2 separate regions of the Ovis aries genome follow, and region 2 is linked to region 1. Evidence: chromatin contacts called from public Hi-C data. All regions are on one chromosome and are shown on one strand. The core of a region is the stretch at or near the end of the contact, and the rest is flanking DNA. Distances in the headings are between cores, read along the strand shown.

Region 1 (5,965 bases), core at 449-2,948:
TGAATATAGAGGGCTGAGAGGAAGAGAGGAAGTGGAATGAATCCTGGGGTTTTGGCATGAACAACGGAGAGAAGACTGCAGGAAGAGTGTTTCTGGGCTCATGGTGGCAGATTAGGTATTTGTTGGCACTGTCCCTTACAGGCGCCTAGGGAAGTGTGACAGGCTCTTAGGAGAGAAAGAGATACAATTCAAATTCCATAGTCAATTTTATTAAACATAATATATCACGTGCATATTGTAATACACGAAGAAAGACAAAAGGCACGTGCGAAAAGTGCCTTTTCACAAAACTGAAAAGCAAATCTGGACCAAGTGCTTTTGGTGGAAAATCCCACGGACAGAGGAGCCTGGCAGGCTACAGTCCCATGGGGTCGCAAAGAGTCAGACACGACTGAGCGATTTCACTTTGTGCTTTTTCAGGTGGGGATGGGGACACATGACTCCTAAGGGGAAGTGCCATGCCTTGGAATCTCTGGCTTGGGAGGGGGCGTGGGGGGCGGGGTAGTGTAAAGGGGAAGAAGGTAGATGTTAAGATTTTTCCAGTTGTGTACATGCCTCTGCCTCATGTCAGAGGGGTGGGAGAAGGGTGAAAAAGAATTGGAGAAAAAAACATTTAGAAACATGGCAGGGAACAAACATCAGGAGAAAGAATATCCACAAAGGCGTATCAGCAAGGCTATCTCCACTGCTCTGCCTGGGCTCTGAGGGAGCTTCCTGACAGGGTGAAGTAATCCAAGATGGCGAGCTCTAATCACCACGGAGTATCCGAGGACATGGTCACGTTATGTTCCCAGGGGGACAACCTTTGGCCTCTTAAGACATCCACTTGCTTTCAGTTGGGAAAGCGCCTACGCAGTGAAGGGGTATTTTTTAGAGCCTGAGGTGGTGAAGGGTCAGAAACACAGATGTTAGAGCAAAGGCTGAATGTACTCAGAGCGTCAGCCCAGAGAAGACTCGGGTGGGGGTCACGGTGGGCAAACCTGGGGAAGAATCCTTTGGAGGGGGTGGGAGCCAGAAAAACTGGCGGTGTCTTTGAGGAGCATTCAAGCAGCGTTCCTACGTCACAGACACAGGGCTAACGCCTCCATGACACAGTGCTAACGCCTCCGTGAAAGATCCCGTCTCGACATTCCAACAGCCCTTTGAGGTAGGACTGTTTCCTGGCTTACCCACAAAGAGGAAAGTGAGGTTTTAGGGAGATGAAGTAACTTGTTCGATGAGGTCACACAGCTGGTAGGTGTGGAGTCGGGATTTGAATTTGGATGCTTTGCAGTGGGAAGTCTGGGCTCCTGACCCCCACAGCCTCTTCATCCCATACCCTCTCCATCCCAGCCCCTCACCTACAGGCAACCCATCTTGTTCCTTAGGTTCAATCCTGTCCTCAGATAGGAGAGTTTCCAGCAGCTCTGGCCCCTAGGGCTCCAAATGAAGTTCCTCGTGCCCAGTGCTGAATCCTGCCTCCTGCCAGTTTCTGATTTTAGTGGACCTGATTGCTAAGTCCCCAGGGCCTAGTACTTGAACTTCAACCCAAAGACTGGTACCCACTCTCTGACCTGGCCTTGATATCTTTCCTGTCTGAACATGAGGTGATACTTGTCCTTAAGTGCCCCATTGCAGTTCTGGACACCTACTATCTGTCCCCATATCTCTGGGGCGTGTGTCCTGGGATCACAGTGATCTCCCAACCTCACAACTTGTCACCTGACTTGACCCTCTTCCTGGCCCTGGCAGCTGGGACTATGTTGCCAGCCCCAGCCCCGCTCCAGGGGAGAGGCCTGGGTTTCACTGCAAACTAGACACCAGCCTATTCCATGAAATGCCTATAGAATAAGGTCCACAGAGGCTGGTTGCTGTTGAGATTTGTAGGGGTTATTTTTTTGTTTTTATTTTTCTTTAGCTTGCAGATCTTGAGAGCTTCCTATGTGCCAGCACTGGATTAATCAGGTAAAGTGGATTCCCTCACATCACCCTCAAACAGCCCTCTGAGATATGAACAGAAGCTGCGGTGATTGCTATTACTGCACTGGCCTTTTCCCAGACCAGAGACTCTGCTGATGTGCCCAGAATCACTGAGACCCCAGAATCAAGACAAGCAGGCTCTTCCCTGGCCAGAAGCCCCACCTCCAGTTCCTATCTCACTGCCCCTCCCGAGCCTGGGCCAGACTCGAGGCCCTATGGCTAGAAGGAGGTGATCCCCTCCTCCCGCATGCAGCCTGGCTCTGCTCTCACACAGTGATCTGTGGGTCTCCTCTGGGTCTGCTTCTCCGGACCCTGTAGGAACAGCTTCAGCTGCCCCAAACAAGGGTTGATCTGCAGATTCTCACAGCCACTGACCCCGAGCCTGACCCACTCAGCTGCTGTCTACAGCTGAACACTCTTTCAAGAGCTCTGGGTGGGGAGGGCCCGACTGTTCCCTGACCCAGGGAAGGTGTAGCAGACTTGGTGATGCTCCCAGTCTCCTCTGAAGGCTGGGCAGCCCAAGGGGCAGAGGCATCTGGAGCTCCAGCTCCACTATCCACCACCTCCCTGTTCCCTTAGCCACTAAGCCACATAAGAGTCACTGTCCAGTCAGAAAGAGAACCACTCTATGACTTGTGAACAGAGAGACATGGGGAGGGAGTTACACAGGTTAAAGAAGACCCTGGAAGCACCACAGGGATTAACAATAGCAAAAAGACACTCTAGTCTCTAGGTTGGAGGAACGCAGGGAAGCGGCAGTGTTACTAATGCCGGTATCTGACGCTATCTGACAGAAACTGGAAGCACAGCCAGGCCTTCCCAAGGCCAAGAGGCAAGGAACCTGGAACCATGGAGGAGACCAGCCAAGGCAGAGATACAGCCTGAAACTGAGAGAGGGAGAAATATCTAGAGTTCTCCTCTCCTCCTTCCTGCCAGTGTCTCCCACTGGCCAAACATACCAGAAAATCAGAGGTCAGAGGAGCTTGGGAAATGTAGTTCTCTCTAGTACACAGCAGAGCTGGTCAGGGAATGAATGTGAGAGTGAGCAAGCAAATGACTAACCTCTGGAAATGAGAGCTGCTCAGAAGGGGTGGATGCAACTCCTACACCCGCTCTGGCCTCAATTTTTCTGAGGCTCAAGGCTGTTCCAAACCTTCAGCCACTGAACTCCCTTCCTACGCATAGGCCTCAAGGCTGCCCAGACCCCTGATGCATGGGTCCAAGGCAGGGAACCCAGAACCACCACCCTGAGGTGCCTGGAAGCATGGGAGCTGCCTGAGTCCTAACGGAACAGCACTCACTAGTGCTCCTGAGCTCAGCATAAATCAGAGCCCGCAAGGACAAATCTAATCTCCCCCTCTCTTTGTTCCTGAATCTGCTACTGGAACCTCCAGCAAGGAGCTTTGGTCCCCAAAGCTGCTGGGTCTCCTGGGAACACCCTGAGAAGATGCTTCTGGATGCAAAGGGCCCTAAGCCTATGAGCAGAGTCCTGCTTCAGTGCGCCTGCATGCCTGATTATCGCCTGAATCCCTGAATCGCTGCCTGACTTGTCCTGAGGCAGTGAACTGCAGAAAGTCCTATCACTGGGGAGAGGCAGGAGAATCTAGGACACTCCTGCCCATGACTGAGATTGTCCTGGATGGGAATGCTGCCCACCCTGACCCAGATGCAGCAGCAGGGATCCAGACCAGGGGAAGTCCCAAGAATCCCTTTGGGGTGTAACAGCAGCCTCTGAGGGAAAGGCTGGAACTAGTTTCCACGAGGCCCTCACAAGCCAGGGGGGCTTCATCTACATAAGGGAGTGGCCAGGCCTTGTCACCAGCCCCTATACTGAGAGAAAGACAGGCCCTGCAAACCTTCCTCCAAATGTCATGTCATCTCCCCTCACGTCCCCATAATAATGATAAGTATGTTTATTGAGTGCTAATGAGTCAGGTCCTGGCTCATTTATTCCTCAAAAGAACCTTGTGAAACAGGTCCTATGGAGATCCTCATGGATGGTCAGAAAATATGGCTCACAACCTAACAGAAGTTTGATGACAACAATAGTCACAATAGCATAAAAGAGAACGGTGCTCCCCAGAGATCCAAGGAAGGAAAATTAATGTCTGATGAAGTAGTGAGTGAAGTGGAGACACACGTAGGGCTTTCACAGGACATAGACATGAAGCTAATTCTTCAGAGGAGATTCTCCACCAGGGCAGCCAACCCACACTCTGGCAGAAGATGTACTAGGGGGGGATCTTCTGTGACCTGCACAATCTCCACACAGAAGAGTTCACATCAAAAAACAAAACAAAACCCTGGTATTTGATTTCTCTCAAAAAATCAGAATGCCTGGCACCACTTGGCCCTCATTCTGATGTGGCAACACTGACCGAAGCCGAGCAGCTGTAAGCTCCTGCAGCTGGAGTGTGTTCCTGCTGGTCCATAACAGCCCCTGCCACTCCCTAGGGTCTTTCACCTGGCCCTTCCTCCCATCTGCACCACCTGCCTGGCAGCCTCTGTATTCAATTTGACTGGGGGCTCTTCCAGGCCCAATCTCAGCTGATAGAGCCCTGCTGCCACCTAGTGGTCCAAGTTCACAAGTTCCCTCACTACACAGCAGTGACGCTCCCGTTGTGATCAACCACCGTTCACAAGCGTTTCCTTCAATCCTCTCACTTGCCCTGCGAGAAGAGGAATTGCACACACTTTACAGAAGAGAAAAACATCTGGGACACTCCAGCCCATGTCTTGGATTGCCCTCAATGGGAAAGGTGCCCACCCTGACTCAGAAAAAGGAAGTTCAAAAATTACTGATAAGAAAAACAGAAGACCAAGGGGCAGGCTGGGGACCCTCATCAAGCTTGTTCACATGCACAAACTTGTAGTAGATAAGTTTGCTACTTGCCTGTGGCCAGGTAGGCCCTTACCCTTGTAAGGCCTACACATGTTAAGGCCAAGTGCTAGACACTTACACCACGATGCTGCTTTCCAGGGCCTGAGAAGTCTTCCCTTTCCCCTTCCCCAATCCTGTGTGCTTAGTCACTTAGTTGTGTCCGACTCTTTGAGACCCTATAGACTGTAACCTGCCAGGATCCTCTGTCCATGGAATTCTCCAGGCAAGAACACTGGCATGGGTAGCCATGCCCTTCTCCAGGGGATCTTCCAACCCAGGAATCGAACCCAGGTCTCCCCACATTGCAGGCAGATTCTTTACCACTGAGGTACCGGGGAAGCCTGGTGGCTCAGTCAGCTCCCCAATCCTACCTATCCACAAACCCAGCACCAGCCCCACTTCCTCCAGAAAGCCTCCCTGATCCCCTCAGCATCCCCAAAGCTCCTCCTTGTCTGAACATCTAGAAGCCTGGGCCATAACAACTTCTGGGGCTGACAGCATTCTGCCCTGTGGTACCAGGTAACTGCTTGATGCTCATATGTCCTTTATAGCTGGATGGGAGATACTTGGAGGCAGGCTTTGGTGTCCCAATCCCATCTGGGTGTTACCTGAGCAATGTGTATTGAACATCTATAACTTGAGGCATGTGACAGATGCTTAGGGAGATCCAGGGATGAACTAGAACTTGCATCCTAAACCACAATCCCGGGTGTCACTCTTCTGCTTGAAACCCTTTAGTGCCCCCTGACTGCCTTCACAATAAACCCCAAAGCTCCTTACCATGCACAGCTCACTAAGCCATCTCCCACCGCACCCACCACCCCTACACACAGCATGTGTTTCAGCCTTACAGCATTTCAGTTCCCAGATGAGCCATGCTTGCTCTTATCTCTGCCTTTGCACATGCCCTCCCTCCCACCTTCATCTATTCCATTTCCCATCAGCTTGGATATCACTTCTTTCAGGAAGCCCTCCTGAGCCACCAAGTCTAAGTCAGCGGCTGGCCTCCCCCTGGGCTCTGGTGGCACCTGTTATCTAAGCTGTTATCAACAACTAACACGGTGTGTAACTGTTGCCTTGCCTGCCTCCTTCATCAGTATAAGCTTTGGGAGGGCAGGGCCCCGA
Region 2 (5,914 bases), core at 1,028-3,527, 85 kb before region 1:
ACTTCCACTGCACTGCTTCTGCTGATACACGATTACCCAAATTTCTAGTTTCCTTAGGTGAAATTTGCCTGCTGGGTAGGCACTCCGGACGGCTAAAAGGGCAAATGAGAGCCGAAGAACACTGAAGATGGTGTTGAAACCTTGGGTCGGGTCCAAAGTGGACGAGTTCTTCCTGTGGGTCTCTGGACGAGTCTCTGGCTATTTCAGGCCTCTTACATCCGCGTCTTAGTAGAGGGGTTTGGAGACACCCCCGGACAAGCGAGAGGGCCGAGGGCAGAACTTTCCTAGCAGCAACTCTGCCCGCTCTGTATCCAGTCCCCCCGGCCCCATACTGTCGGCTAGAGGGCTGGGGGCTAGAGGGCTGTGGGCGCGGTGGTGGTGCCGAGGCTGGGATCGGCCTTCGGAGCAGTCAGGGGCCCGGGGCGAGTGCCGGCGCCCCGTGATTGCCGCTGGAGCTCCGCTGCAGTTTCGTCAGAGGTAAAGGTACGCGCCCGGTGCGCGCGGCGTGTGCACACCAATACACACTACCGCGCACAGACCACTCATCACACTTTTCCCCGGGCCTGGAGAAGCGCGATCATACGCCACTAGCCCCTGCGGCCCCTGCCCGGAACCCACCCAAACGATCCCGCCACCAACCACGAGGCCCCGCGGCTCCCTGACGCATGGACGTCCGCAGCGATCAGGGACCGGCCTTCTTCTACGCGTGGCGGGCTTCCTCTCGGCGACACCCCGCCACGCCGCACGGTTCCAGCAGCCAGCGGGACTCGCCACCCAGAGTCCCCCAGAGCTGAACGTCTCGGCTGTTGCGTCCCCTCCAAGTCGCATCTCGCGGCAAGGAGTCAGCTAGCAAGCCTCTCCCCGCCCACCCGGTCCCATGACAGCTGCTGCCGCCCAAAGACAGGCAGATATAACAAGAAGCAAAGTTTCCCTCTCTCCCCTCCCACATCCCGCCCCCTCCCCCTCCCTTCCAGTGTTATGCAAAACAAGCCGGCACCGGCGCTCAGACTCCAGGTACCAAACCAGCCCTAGCAAGCCGCGCCCGGTAGAGCCCAGCAGCCCCTCTGCCTCCCGCGTGCATCCGCATCCGGGGTCTCATTCGCGGCTCGGCTTCACCCTCAGCCTCCCCGCTACCCGTGCCGGGGTGGCCGTAGAAAAAACCCTAACTATGGGGCCAAACTTTATGCTTGCAACAGGCAAGGGGTGGGGAAAACTGGGGAACGGGTAGGGGGCGCGCACTCCCTGTGCGGGCATTTTCCCGGCTGTTTATCCCAGCAGCAACCCCCCTCCGCCCCCGTTTCCAAGTAACCAGCTTCCTCGCCCCTCCCGGCCCAACGGAGCACCCTCTCCTGTCACGCGCGTGTCGCCAGTGGGTCTCCCAGGCGCAGCCTGAGCCGGGTTCGCCGCCTCGCCTGCCCTTCCCCCAGCATCGCCGAGCGCGCACCAGGGGCCGCGCGCTGCAGGGGGACCCAGGCGCCCCCAGACAGTCCTCCGGCCCCATCCTGCCGGGCTTTCGCCCCCGGGGGCTCCACCAGGTAGCGAAACCAGGAAGGTGCTATCCCCGCCCGCATGTCCACGTGCCCTGCAGACCCCTATGCCTTCAGCGGGAATTGGCAGAAAACTCCGCGCTGCGGGAGCTTTTGGAGAGCCTCAGGGGGGCTAGCTGTAGAAGACCGGGTACCCAGGACCGGAGGATCAGGGGACTCCGGGGACCGGGACAGGCGCCTGCGCCGGGGCCACAAGTCCACGTGAAAGTACGGCAGCAAGTGCCGGGAGCCTGAGGGCGCGCCTTCTGCACCCAGACTCAGCATGAGGGTCCCCAACACCTGACGCGGCTCAGCCTCTTCAAGGAAGCACCGAACCCCCCAGCTCAGCGGGCGGGGTGGGGGGGGGGGATGGGGGTGGGCCGGACTCCAAGCAACCGAGGCTAGACCCTCCCCAGAGGCCGTAGCGACCGCAACGGTCCGGCATGCGTGGTGGGGGGACCTCCAGCTACCTGTCCCCAGAAAGAAGTGCATCGCAGGGTGCATGGAAGGGGGCTCTGCAGTCTGGAACCCCCGATCCCCTCAATGCGCCCACCGCTGTCTCCCGGCCTCCGCAGCTGCGGCGGCAGCCCCCGCAGCTCAGCGGCCCTGGCTCCCCGGCCCTGGCCCCTGCTGATCTTACCTGCGTGTCCGCGAGATAGTTGAGGAAGAAGGAGGAGAGCTCCTCGTCCAGCAGCGAGCCGCAGTCGTTCCCCGCCATCTTCCAGCCGCGGCTGCAGCGTGCGGCGGAGTCAGCGCCGAGCCGGCCGGGGGGAGGGAGGGAGCGAGCGAGTGAGGGAGGCGGGAGGAGGGAGGGCGGCCGGCGGGAGGAGGGAGGGCGGAGCTCAGGCCCCCGCTGCCGCAGGGCCGCTGGCTGCGGGGGCGGGGCCGCAGGACGCCAGCGCAAGCCGGGGGTCGCACCCCCACTTTCCTGCGCAATGTGTGGCGCCGGGATCCTCGCCCGCGGCCCCCGGCCCGGGAGGAGAGCGCCCGCAGCCGGGTGACGGTACTCAGCCAGCAGCCCGATGCCTGCGCAGCAATGCAGGCAGCCCACTGCTCCTGCCGACCGAATCACGTTGCGTTAGCGCTGGGCGGGTCCTTACGAGACAACCTGCTTCGGCACAGCTGGGGAAACTGAGGCCTCAGAAGGCAGAGGACCTCGTTTGAAGCCACGATGTAGTTTAATACAGGAAAACAAAGCCCAGGTCTGACTGCCCTGGAGGCTTGAGTGTCTCGCTGGGCTGCAGCCAGAGAGGGAGGGATACCATAGGTCAAAGGTGGAGAAATCAAGGGAGGCTCCTCGGAGGGGGAAGCTTTTTTAAAAAAATCTTTTCTTTGGAAGATGCGTTGACCCATATTCTTAGCCATCTCTGTCTCTGGCTTCCTTCACTATGTACTTCGCCCCCGAAAACTTTAACTCCTTTTCTGACCACGGCCACAGTGCCTTGAAGTGGCCAGCTGCCTGCTGGGCCCCTGGCCTCCCCATTTCTTGGGTAAGCCATCCAACTACTGAATACTGTTCCCTGCCCACGGACATTCACCAAGTAAACCACATCTTTACTGTATCCCTCCCTGCTGCGCCTCGGACTGTCAACTCCCTCTCCTGCCACTTCCATCATTCCCTGCTGCCTTAGCTCTGCAGACCTTTAAAACACTGGTAACAGTTGCCATTTTACCGTAGTTACAGTGAAGATTTGATCTTCAGACCTCTTCCTTCTAGACTTTAAAGATCCAAGAAAGCAGGGCCTGAGTTTGCTTTTGCACATACTGTCTCCAGTGCCAGGCACATAGTAGGTTCTTAGTAATGTGTTAACTAAAAATCCCAGAGGATTTAGATCTCCCATTACCATCACCACACATTTCATAGATAAGAAAACGGCCTAAGGTCAAGGGTATGCATGGAGTGAGTGCCAGGGCCAGATCCAGAGCCCCCAGGCCTCCTGACGCCAGCCTTGAACTTTCATCATCATGCCCTGCTGTTTGCCAGCCGGGAGGTGAGGGCACAGCCTGGGTAAAGGCAGAAAGGCGGGAAGATTTCAACCAATTGCTCCTGCCGCCTGCTCTCCTCCCACCCCAAGCTAGCAAGGCCTGCCCCACCCTGCCCACCCTACTTGGCTCCCTCCCAGCCGGAGGAGGAAAGGAGAGTACAGGGAGAGTCCCCAGTACACCTGCTCAGACTTGAACACCAGGGCAGGAGCTTCCTTCTCCAGTCTGAGGTTCCCAGAACCAGAAGGCGTGATTTCACTCTCTGGGCTTTAGTTCAGGGCACTTTTAAGGAACAATGGATCCCAAGAGAAAGCCTACATGGAGCTTTGGAGCTCTAGCCTGGGAGTCAGCAGTCCCAGGCTCTGGTCCAGCCCATTATATCTCACTCCAATATTGGGCAACGCAGGGAGTTAAGAGTGTGGGCCCTCTAGTCAGAGCGCCTGGTTTCAAGCACCTGCAAGTCATTTATTCTCAGGCTTTGGTTTTCTCATCTACACAAACGGGGACCATAGAGTTACTTACTTAAGAGGGGTGTTATGATGATCAAGAAGCTAACATATGCAAAGTGTTTGGTATAGTCCCTGACTTCATGGGAGAAGTGCTAACCTCTCTAGTCCTTTGTTTCCTCATCTGTAAAAATGGGGGTGAAATATATGTCCCCCGAAGCCCTGACCAATGTTATTTTCCTCTCTTCCAGAGCTTATATGCTGCTGGCTACCTTGAACTCCAATAGGTCTGAATTTGAATCCTGGTGCTCACTAGCTTTGTGCTAGTTTACTTAACCTCTCTAAGCCTGTTTCCACCAGGTAGGGATCTTAAGAAGACTGAACGGAACAATGCATGTAAAATTAATTGCTTGGTTCTGTAGCCTGCAAAGAGGAAGTGCTGATTCTCACACTCATCATCATCACCACGGTCACCGGTGTCATCACCTTCAGCACTAAAGATGTGCTCTCCTGAGGCCATGCTTTTTTGCTGCTGCCTGTAGACATCAGAGCCAGAGCCTCCCAGGTCGCTGTTTCCAAGAAGCGTCCCTCCCAGATCCAGTCTCACCTCTGATTGGTGTTATGCCCCTTATCCCCCAGAGGCCATTCTTTGAGGGTCCCCAAGACTAGCCATCGCCAGCCTTGGCCTGGCAGAGCTGCAGTGCCAGACAGGGCCTCCCAGGGAAGCCCTCAACAGCACCACCCAAAAGCTTTTGTCTTTAATTGCCCAGCTACAGGGCCTTTCTCACTAATTCCTGTGTCCTCAGAATGGGCTACTCGTTGGCAAGAGACTCAGATGAGAAGGCACCTGACCTGAGATATCTAACTTCTTTTACAAAAACATCTTAAAAAAAAAAAAAAAAAACACACAAAAACATCTTATCCCAAGGATTCCTTTATTAAAGGCCACTCAATAGATCCTCAACCTCTTCACATTCTCTGATCCATAAAAGCCCTCAAGAAACCTAAAGGGCTATATAATCTGCAATCACCGTCCCCTCTCTGAGGCTGTTTCCATCCCTGTAGAAAACAAAAGAGTTGAGCTAAATCGACCTCTACTGAACCCTGTAGCCCAGATATTATGGGTGTTTATAGGTACCAGCCCAAACTTAACAGTTTCTTCTGCGCATGTGCCAGACAACTGAGCTTATTATCATCTCAGATTGACTTCAACACCCTGAGTATTTGGCAGTGTGATATTCATTTTATGACTGAGGAAACAAATGCTTAAAAGGGGTTGAAATGATTAGTCCAAGACCAAGCAGTTAGAGACACAGCTGAGATCTGAAGCCAGATCTGTGCACGGTGTAAACCCCAGACTCCAGTCATGACAGATACCTGGTCCCTGTCACCAGAGATTAAAATTCAATAGGTCGACAGTGGGCCCAGGAATCTGCACTTAATAGGCTCCCCTAAATGACTGTGCTGCAGGAAACTACCCATCAGTCAATAGATATTTGATGAGCACCCACTATGTGCCAGCTGGGATTATGTGAACCACGGATAAATCAGTGAACACAACAGCTGCCACCCCTGCCCACATTCTATTCAGAACGATTGCTTAGTAAATTTTTGCTGGTGAATGGGGGAGGGGACATGAGTCTTGATCATCACTGAAGTTTCCTGCCAGCCGCCCACAACTTGGTGATTCTCTGACCCAGGCCAGGGAGTCTGACACACCTGTTTCCCACCTATTTCTCCAGTCCCAGGAGGCAGGGATTCAAGCCAAGAGGAACTAAGAAGTCACCCAGGTTGTATTGTTAATTTAGAGAGCTGGCTCCGTCTCCTATTGAATTGTAGAACTTGAGAACTGTGGAGTGTATGTTACCCATAGGCTTCACTGCACATGTAGCAGAACGTGGCCGAAGCTACACACCCCTTCGGGACAGAGCCGGGACAGAAGCCGGGGCTCCAGGTTGG

Evidence for each region. Hi-C and Micro-C count contacts between places; a contact is called where the count stands out from the background.
Region 2: a contact with region 1 is called in a Hi-C map of muscle, with 7 times the contacts expected there. The contact joins the promoter of PPARGC1B here to the enhancer-like site in region 1. A contact is called at or near these places in 2 of 16 Hi-C or Micro-C datasets (hypothalamus and muscle).

What each region holds. Positions count from the first base shown.
Region 1 is chr5:58,757,589-58,763,553 of ARS-UI_Ramb_v3.0, reverse strand. No RefSeq gene overlaps it. Among named protein-coding and RNA genes, the nearest start is that of ARHGEF37, 58 kb to the right of the region's middle. Within about 2 kb of position 1,698, at least 11 of the 54 cell types and tissues checked have an H3K27ac peak or open chromatin away from gene starts, as enhancers often do. A contact at or near this core is called in muscle, where this site is marked.
Region 2 is chr5:58,842,817-58,848,730 of ARS-UI_Ramb_v3.0, reverse strand. PPARGC1B (PPARG coactivator 1 beta) reads right to left here and starts at 2,277. Exons shown (of 12, transcript XM_027970395.2): 1 at 2,167-2,277. The coding sequence starts at 2,244.